2 separate regions of the Rattus norvegicus genome follow, and region 1 is linked to region 2. A link is a contact called in public Hi-C data. All regions are on one chromosome and are shown on one strand. The core of a region is the stretch at or near the end of the contact, and the rest is flanking DNA. Distances in the headings are between cores, read along the strand shown.

Region 1 (4,806 bases), core at 1,468-3,967, 390 kb after region 2:
TAGGCTGAGCACTGAGTCCATGTGAACTCTAAAGAAAACATGAATCACTCACCGTTTATCAGTTCAAAGCAGGCCTGCAATTACCAGGGGCTGGGCTCTCCCCTCCTCCGGGATAATTATACACGTCTTAATGCAATTACGGGCCCTACTTTTTATATTAAACAGGAGGGACCTGGCTGAAGAAGCCACCATCCAAACTCCAGCCTGGCCCTGGGCCCACTCCCCCGCCTCCCAACAGAAGCTGCTGGGAACGGATTGGCCTGGGGGGCACAGGGCTGCCAGCCAGGAAAGAGGGGATCCCAAGCCTACACCTATCTCTGCACAAAGACTAGCAAAGACGCCTGGGCTACTTTCTCCCTATAGAAAGAAGACTCAGGATTCAGACAGATCCAAGGTCACACAGCCAGCCCTGAGAGAAAGGAACCAGAGCTGCTGTGGAGACCCCAGGCAGTACAGGGGCCAGCAAAGGTCCCTCGGATAATGATGTCGACCTGATACTGGGTGCTGAGCTAGGCTGGGGAGAGACAGACAAGCTCTGGGTTCTGTGAGCCACCTGGCCACAGTAGCTCACAAAAACTCTCAGGTGACACCTTTCCATGTGCTCTAGAACAACCAGGTCCACTGGATGCTGGTGGGGTGGGGGTGTCCCAGTGGGATGACATGGAGAACACGCCTGCTAGACATGTAGATGGGATTAGCACAAATGGCCACAGCTTCCCCAGAATGAACAAGTGAGAAGCTGAACAGGAGGGTCACGGTAGTGCTGGGTGTGTGCGGCAGGGACCAGGAGAGAGAAGCAGGGCTTGCAGGTTCGGGGACTCAGCCAGGGGCCACTCTGGAACAGGCCTCCAGTGGACCCTCTCCCAACCCTGGTTAACACCATGGTTCTTGCTCAGAAACAAAGACCTTAGAGCCCTCACAGAAGGACAGCTTGCTCCCTGTGTCCTGCGCTGGAGCCTTATGGCTGTAGACAGGCTGGTCTTGCTGACATCTCACCTACTGGTTCCCCATCAGCTGCAAGAGAAGGATCTCCCTGCCTTGTCACCCTGCCCCACCCTGTGGGAGGTCACAGGAGTTGGTCTCCAACGGTTTACTCTCTACATGGAGGCTTCAGAGTCCTGCTCTCCAGAAAAGGTGCTCCCTGGGGTCCCATACTCCTGATAAGGAGTTCCATGGGATGTGGCTTTGTCCACCATATCTTGTCTGGTCCCAAACCCAAAATCACATTCCTCAGCCAACACTGTACACACACCCCAAGCCTTCACCCATGCTGTCCTCTGTGCCTGAAGACACCTTTGGTGGGCTCCAAGCTGCCAACTCCCCACTGCCTGACAGCTTAGCCCTGAAGCAGATACCCTGCTTTGCACCTCTGCCTAGGGCACTGGCTTGAGTGCTTCCCAAACCCAGCAGACTCTTGGCCCGCTTAATAATGCAGCACCACATCCTCCTGCTCACCCCAACAAGCAAGGGACCTGGGAAACTGGGGGTGCTCCGGGAGGGCTGGAGAAGCACAAGATAGCACCACCCTGCCGAGACGGAAGACCCGCAGCACCTGCTGGAAGAGGTAGGCAGCACCAGGAGACAGAGACAGGGGTAGGAGCCTGGCAGAGGGGCAGAGGGGCAGAGGGGCAGAGGCTCAGCTCCTTCCCATCCCCCCCAACACACCCCTTTCTTTCAAGGGGCGTGGCCCCAGCACCCCACAGATGAGACTGAGACAGCTCCAAGCACCTAGTAGCCTCTCAGAAGCCCTCTCATATCCTTCCAGGGTTGCATCTGGGGTCTCTGCAGGCAGAGGGGCCTCCCTGGAGGCTACACTCGCCCTTCCCCACAGCAGCCAGAGTCAGCCCAACACCGCCGTCGTCCTCGCCACACACCAGGCCTGGGACCGTCCAGGAAGCAAGGGGGAAAACCTCCAGGGAAGGAATGACCCGTGGAGGCCCTGCGCAGGGGGAGGCCGAGGAGGCCAGAGCCGGCGTCCTCTCCGGTGGCACCGCACCGCCCCTTGCAGCCGGGTGGAGGGCCTGCGGGCCTGGGCTGGCTGTGGCGCCCACTCGCACGCCGGAGCCGGAGGGGGCGGGGGTCCCCACGAAGCCTTGCAACTTCCACCCCATTGCCCCAGGCCGGCCCGAGGCGCAGCCTGGGACCTGCCCCGAATCCCGCGGCCCTGCCCGGGCCTGCCCAGCGCGGCGTTCGCCTGCGGCCCACGTCCCCACCCGCGGCCCGGTCGGACCCGGCGCGACACAGGCCGACATGGGCACCCGCAGGGCCCTTCCCGCGGGGCCACTGCAAACTTTCTCTCCTGCCTGGAGGAAGGGGCCGCGACTGCGGCCACAGACATTGCGCCGCCCGGATCGCAGGGCCCCGGACGCGCTGCGACCCGCCGGGACGCGGCAGCCCATAGCGGAGACCGCGCCCGGACACACGCGGGCGCCCGGCCGGAACCGCAGGACACGCCAGCCGCGGACACGCGCGCCGCAGTCCCCGCGCACACCCCCCTGGCCACCGCCAGCGCCCCCAGACCACTCGGGACCCCGGGCCGCGACGAGCCTCCCGCCGCCCGCGGGGAAAGTTGCGCCCCGACTCACCCGCCAACCCCGGGCGCGTCCCGCCGCTGGCCATCGTTGCGCCCCGCCGCTCGCCCCTCTGCGGGGCCGCCCACGCCGCGCAGGCCGCCCAGGCCGAGGCCGCCGCGCCCGGGCTCCGCTCCGCTGCGTGGCTGCGTCGCCGCTGCCCAGCATGAATGGGGCGCTGAGCTCCGCGCGGCTGCGGACCGGCCTCGCTCTCGCCGCCCCGCGGAGCGCCGTGCCGCGCGCATGCGCCGGCCGAAGCCGGGGGCGGGGCCGGGGGGCGGGGCGGGACCTGCGATGGCCGGCAGGGGGCGCTCGGGCCCGCGGCGAGAGCGCGCTCGCCGGGCCCCACCGCTTGCCTTCAAAGGGCGATGGCCACATCAGCCTTAAAACTCTGGACTAGGGTAGGGGTGGGTGAGGTGGTCCGGGTGGTCCCAGGAGTCGGTGCACTCTACGACGAGCACAGACTGGAAATACAGCTTTCGTCCACGGAAGGGTAAACTGAGTCCAGAGGAAGCACTTGCCCTGGTCCTATTGCTCATCTCGGCCTGCGCACCGATCGCTTAGGTGCCGCGGGCCCCAGGCGGTGGTGCGTGCCAGGATGCCTAAGCTCAGGGGACGACTGTCCCGTCCCGTACTCGGTTCTGCAGCTGTGCGTGTTAGAACTACCCCAGAAAGATAAGAGACCTCGCCGGGCCGACCGCGGGCGCGGGGGTGGCCTGCAGAGCTGGGTGCGCCAGGTTTGGGTCGCCTAGAGAATCTTTCTAAATAAGGCCACCCAGTGCAAGGTATCCAGACCAAAGCATGCAGCTGCACGCAGAACACAACAGAGCAACCAGAAAAGGTGGTCGTGGGGGGGCGGGGGGCGAGCGCTGACTAGGCACAGCCTGTTGGGGACCCAGTGCAGCTCACCCGGTAAGGCCCATTGTCCCTACTCAATCCTCTCCCAGGCAGCCATCAAACTCTTTCCCTGTGCTCATCCTTGCCTGGCTTTTCTCTGGGTGTGACCGTTTATATTCTGTCTCCCTGAATGACATATTCTTTTGTGTAGCTTGTTTGGGGATGTTATAGAAATGGTATCCCACCATCCTCTCTGATAGGAATGCAGGGTTCTGTGGTTAGTCTTTGCTCTCACTGTGTGGCATGGACCGTTTTGGATAATCAACCCTCCCTTCTGCTACTGGACTGGGATTCCCCACTCTAGACCTTGGTAGTTAGGTCTCTAGCTTCAGCAGACGCTGCAAACTTGGTTTTCCCCAGTGAAACCCACCCCTCCGCATGGTGAAGAAATATCAGCAACAGTGGGAAAGGTTATGATTTGATTTTGCCAGGCTGAGAATAGGCGCTGGTTCTCTATGCTTCTGAATGGTGGTGAGACCCTTCTCCCACGGTTACATTTACCATCTGATTCCACAGGCACTACAAATATACTGAACGTACAAATCTCTGTTGTACTGTACAAATGGGGTAGACAGAGACTGCACAGGCCGTGTGTCCTGCCCACGCTCCCTAGAGCTTGCAACCTAGCCCAGAGGTGCCGTTCAAACCATGGGCTTCGCAGTTGCACACCTGGTACAGAGCTGATATGTCTCCTTCCAATAGTTGGCTATGCTGTCCAGTCCACAGCTTCACCTCCTCACAGATTTGGTAGTCCACTTGCAACACTTTGGAGAGGTAACAGTGTGAAAGCCACAGCACACTGGGGATGGGCCTATCCAGCTGTTCCCTGAGCTGCTTCTGCTCCTTGGCTCCAGTCTACTTTTGCCCACACCTGCCTTTGCCAACCTGTCTTCCAAAGTACAGCTAGGTAGGCACTCGAAGCTCTTCCTGTTTTGTGATCCACACACAGTGGATAGGTGTCCAGAACACATGAAAAACAGCAAATCAACACGAAGAAGGCTACCATCCCGTAGGACGGGATAGATGACCTCTACAACCCTTTTTCTGGATGAAAACCAGCTAGGGGCTATTGCTTTGGACTAGTTGATGCTAATAGTTTCCACAGATTCCTCTCAGCTGCATTGTGGGCCTCTGCTGATGTCTCAGCTCATTTTTATGTGGCCTTACTGAGTCCCCAGAAGCAGAAGAAGAAAGCCAGTGACCATAGAAAAGCTGGGATTGAACCTGGGTCTGCAGCTTTAGGGCTCTTAACCACATTTTAGAGAGGAAGTGAGTCAGCACAGCTGCTGTGACTGCTGCTGCCAGGGCTCCTCCCTCTGGGTTTCCCCCTTGGGGGTCA
Region 2 (4,973 bases), core at 1,786-4,285:
TGAGGCAGGAGGATTGTAAATTCAAGGCCAGCCTGGACTACGTAAGTATGACTGTCACCAAAATAATTTTTAGAAAGTCTATTTTAGGGCTCATCAAGATAGATCAGCAGGTAAAGGTGACTGCTACCAAGCTGGGTCCCAGGGACCCACATGGCAGAAGGAAAGAACTAACTCCTATAGGCTGTCCTCTGACCTCTATACATACACCACAGTATGTGTGCCCACACACAATAATTTTTTTTTGTTTTTTGTTTTCTTTTTTTTGGAGCTGGGGACTGAACCCAGGGCCTTGCGCTTGCTAGGCAAGCGCTCTACCACTAAGCTAAATCCCCAACCCCACACAATAATTTTTTTAAAAATGTAATTTAAAATTATTTTTTAAAGGTCTTTTGCCAGGTGGTGGTGGCACATGCCTTTAATACCAGCACTCAGGAGGCAGAGACAGGTAGATCTCTGAGTTTGAGGCCAGCCTAGTCTACAGAGTGAGTTCCAGGATAGCCAACGCTACACAGAGAAACCCTGCCTCAGTGACAAAACAAAACAAAACAAAACAAAAAACAAAAACAAAACCAACCAAAACAAAACTTTAAACTAGTTGGAATGAGCCATTCCTGTAATCTCTGAACTTGGGAGCTGCAGGCAGGCAGGAAGATCAAGAGTTCAAGATCAGGGGTTGGGGATTTAGCTCAGTGGTAGAGCGCTTGAAGGCCCTGGGTTTGGTCCCCAGCTCCGAAAAAAAGAAAAAAGAGTTCAAAATTGGCCTCAGCTACATGACCAGCTTGAGGTCAGTCTGGTCTACATGGGACCATTTTCTCAAACAAAAAGGAAAGTGCCATAAATTTTAAGGGTCACTTTAACAATGAGGTAACTGTGGACGGTAAGAATGGACACCAAGTTCTTTGAGGTCCTCAATGTTTCAGAAAGTAAAGGAGTTTGGAGAGCAAAACCTTTTAGGGTCACCAAGGACATAATCACCATTTAGCCCCATGGGGCTAAAGTGAAACAACCCAGGATGAGAGTCCACAGGGCAGCATCATCAGACTATAGAAGCTGTGTGTCCTCTGCCCACTTCTTGAATCCAAGCGAGCTTCTTGGGATGCTGCTCACAAAGGGTCTTCAGAATATGCCAGGTGGAAGCAAGCCCTGGCTTTGTCAACAGCCCTGAGTGGGTGCTCAGGACAGTTTGGCACTAGGAGCCACCATATTGGGACACACTTTTTGTTCTCTTAGCACTGAGTCAAGCGAGCTGAGCATCCTGTTTCTAAAACCTGAAGAGAGGTGAGTACACGGATCACACACCTCTCAGGCGTGATCAATCCCAGCAAGCCTTGCATGCAAATGATGGTTTGTGTTTGCACCAGTCACCACAAGCCTCACATACAGATAAACGTTTGTATTTACACCAATTGCAGCAAGCCTCACATGTAAATGATGGTTTGGGTTTGTGCCAACCACAGCCCACCTCCTTCCCCTCCAATTACAGTCAGGGAGGTTTGTGTTTCGGTCACTCACAGCCTTTATTCTTGCCACCAATCACAGCAGTCTCTCCCTGCAAGACCACTGGAAGAAGTTATTTAGAGTTCACCAAGACTGGTAATAACAAAAATCTTACACTAAAAGAGCCTTGAGTAGGCTACAACTTTCATGAGCTGCAGCAATCAGCTGCAATTGTTGTGTAGTTTCCTCGAGGCATAAGAGTAATCTGTCTGACTATCTGATAGTCCTTTTGCTCAGAGAAGCTAAGGAGAATCTAATAGCTGCTAATTAGGGGGTCAGATTGCCCCTCTTCCCCCCAGTGCCTTTGTTATTTGCAGGAACATGAACGTCAGAGGGGTGTGCTTACAGTAAGAACCTAGAGAATTTATAATTAACAATAAGAGTGATTTTTAACAGTGCCCAACACCATCCCAGCACTCCAGGGTCAGCGGGGTCTCCTCCTCTGTCTCAGGCTTCTCAGAACTATTGCAGCTATCCACCCGGTGACTGGAGGGTTGCCACAGTGTTATTGGGAATCTGTGTTTGAGCATAGAACACCCAAGCAACTAGAAGGCCAGAGAGTGCAGGGAGAAGGTGACTCTTTTCCTTTAATGGCTCCAACACCTCCAGCCCATGGCAGTGACACTGATAGGAGACACCCAAGTCAACCCTCAGACCTAGTCTGGCCAGTGGGCCTAGTAATGTTCATAATGGCCAAGGTATCAAGTCAGGCCCATTGGTGATGAGCTGGCCCATCTCCAGCATCTCTTTAATCAGGAAAACACTTTGGTCTTAACTGACCTGAAGCCTTTGAACACACAGAGCTCTCGTTTTTGTTCTTGTTCATTTGTATGAAACAAGATCTCACTATGTAGCCCTGGCTTGCCAGGAATTCCCTTTGTAGACCAGGCTGGCCTGGAACTCTGCCCTCTAGTTTTTGAATCAGGCTCCTCAGCTCCAGTCTGGGTAATGCTTCCTTAGTGGTGAGATGTTTGTCCCAGGTCTCAGGCCAACCCAGCCTCTGAGCAGCTGTGGCTATAGACACACCACTCACTCTGCTTTCCACCCTGGCTGCCCACGTCAGTCAGGAACTCTAGTGATCCACATTTTGTTCAGGGGAAAAGCTTCCAGGCTGGGGAAAGACTTATGTCTGCTCCCACCCATGAGGCAGGAACAGGATATGGCTGAGCAATTTTAGAGGCAGGGAGAGAAAGCATTCATAGCCCATTATGCAAAAACCACAGGGAAGCTCTGAGGGCACCTACAGAAACCTCCAGCCCAAAAGAAAACACAAAAACACAGGCACAGACACAGACACAGACACACACACACACAGACACAAACACACACACACACACTTACTTCAAAGGATTTTAAAATGTGGCACACACACACAAAAAAAAGACAGAAGAAAAAAAAATACACCCTTTGACCTATAAATTCCATCTCTGGGCACATGGCCGAGGAGAGAATTAAGGCCGTGTGCCAAGGCTTAGCTTGAAGGAATGTCCCTGCAGAGCAGCCTGTAATAACAAAATGCTGGCAACAGTCTAGACTCCAGCGAGGGAGTGGTTACATCTGCTTTGGCTAGAAAGCACAATGGCCTGCTATTCAGCTCTCAAAGGAATGGCAGGGCTGTTTACCCGGGAAGATAAGGATCATTTATTATTGAGCGGAAAAAGAAAGGCAGCTTGCGGAATGAGGACTGTGTGAAGACTGGCACATCAAGATATCACCTGTAAGCCGAAGCTGGAAGCTCCCTCCATGGCCAACAGGAGGGGATTCACTGTGAAGTGACACACAGGGCTTCCGGGAGAACCGCAGGAGTTCAAGATAAGTTCCGATGAGGAACAGTCTCCAGAGTGGAGAGCTATAACAAGCAGAGCCAAGCTTAGCGTGCACGTGTGTGCATGTGCGTGTGTGCGTGTGTGTGTGTGTGTGTGTGTGTGTGTGTGTGTGTGTATGTGTGTGTCCACACCTCTCTGTACACGTAGAGAAATCTTGCAAGGATTCAGTGGGCGGTGCTTATCTTTGGGGGGTGGGAGTCAGGTGCAGGATTCTTTCCACTGTAGACCCATTTTTCCAAGTTCTGTGTTCCGTGTGTCCTCTGTTGCAAACAAAGTCCACATTCAAAACAAAAGACCGGACAGCACAGGCATGCGCAGGAGAGCACCAAACAGAGGGGGTCCATCCACAGAGCGGCTGGGCCCTTGTTTGTTCCCTCCACAAGTACAGCAGGGCACCTGCATCTGTGCTAGTTCTCAAGGCCTCCTCTGTCTAAGTCCCGTGAGTGACCAGGCTTTCCGAAGCGGAAGCAGCCGAGGGAGTACAGGGCTGGGCTCTGCCTCTTTGTCCTCTCTGGCAGCCATGCTAATTTTCTATTAGGCTAGCTGGGCTACTGAGGATCACCCCAGTGACAGGCATCCTCCATCAGGAACAGGGTGATTAGGTGTCACAAAGCTTCCCATTGAACAGAGACCCCCACTGTGTCTCTAGGAGACCCGTGACCTCTTGGCCTCTTCTTTGCCTGAGGAGGGCTGATGGGAGGGGACGGGTCACAAAGGCAGGGGCTTGACAACGCATGGAACCTGAATGGATGCTGCTCAGAGCCGGGGCTGACCCTGGCTGGACCCTGACTTTGACGCAGCAGCCCTCTTCCAGCCTGTTGTTCTTAGTCTGCAGTTGTTCATTCATAGTAGGTGTTTGCTGAATACCTACTATGTGCCAGACACACTCTAGGCTCAAGGCTCTGGTGGTGCATGGAATAGACAGGGCCCCTGTCCTCTGAGCTTGTGTTCTATTAGAAATCACAGATAACAGGCAAATAAAAAGACTGGATGAGAAGGTGGGAGGGGGATGGAAAGAGGCTATTGTTAGCTGAGGAGGCAGTGGAGACTAAGGCTAGAAAGGAGAGGAGAGGCAGAGTTGCTTTCCAAATAGAAGGGACAATAGTATAAAGGCCCCGGGGTATGCCCAGAATGCCCAACTTGGCAAACCACGGAGTCGGAGAAGAGTTAGGGGAAACTGGCCTCATCTCTGTGTGCTGGGATAGTCCTCTTTGAAGGAGGCAGGTTACCTGCATTGACTCAGAGAGGAAAGGGAATGGCCAGTGTCATTCAGTAGGAGGCACCACAGCAGTAAACATCCCCAGACTCCTGGCCATGGGTCTTCATGGCTTTTGCTGAAGGGTAGGGTGACTGGACTCTGAGGATGCCGCAGAGCAGGGAGATGGGTCCTCCATGGGTGTGAGCCCTGGCCTCTAGCTCGAGCTTGCTCTCCTGGTAAGAGGGTGAGCCTCCTGTTCTCCAAGATAGTCCAGCCAAGGTTGGACAGCCAGCTCAGAGGATTCTCGGTGCAGAGTTTGGGGCTCTGGGCTGTACTGGGCTCTCACAGCCCTTAACAGCCAGAGGCCCTCCTCCCGTGACATCACAGAGTTTATGTAACACCAGCTCCTGGGCAGGGTGTCGTCAGCAATTCCAAGGAGACAATGCCCAAGC

The links. A called contact is a pair of places that touch in the nucleus more often than the background predicts.
Region 1: a Hi-C map of the A7r5 cell line shows a contact between it and region 2, with 9 times the contacts expected there. The contact joins the promoter of Plxna1 here to the enhancer-like site in region 2. A contact is called at or near these places in 11 of 12 Hi-C or Micro-C datasets (the A7r5 cell line, the Rat2 cell line, Schwann cells and 6 more).

What each region holds. Positions count from the first base shown.
Region 1 is chr4:123,337,415-123,342,220 of GRCr8, forward strand. Plxna1 (plexin A1) reads right to left here and starts at 2,718. Exons shown (of 32, transcript XM_002729398.6): 1 at 2,586-2,718.
Region 2 is chr4:122,943,091-122,948,063 of GRCr8, forward strand. No RefSeq gene overlaps it. Among named protein-coding and RNA genes, the nearest start is that of Tpra1, 24 kb to the left of the region's middle. Within about 2 kb of position 3,036, at least 53 of the 93 cell types and tissues checked have an H3K27ac peak or open chromatin away from gene starts, as enhancers often do. A contact at or near this core is called in the A7r5 cell line, Schwann cells and kidney, where this site is marked.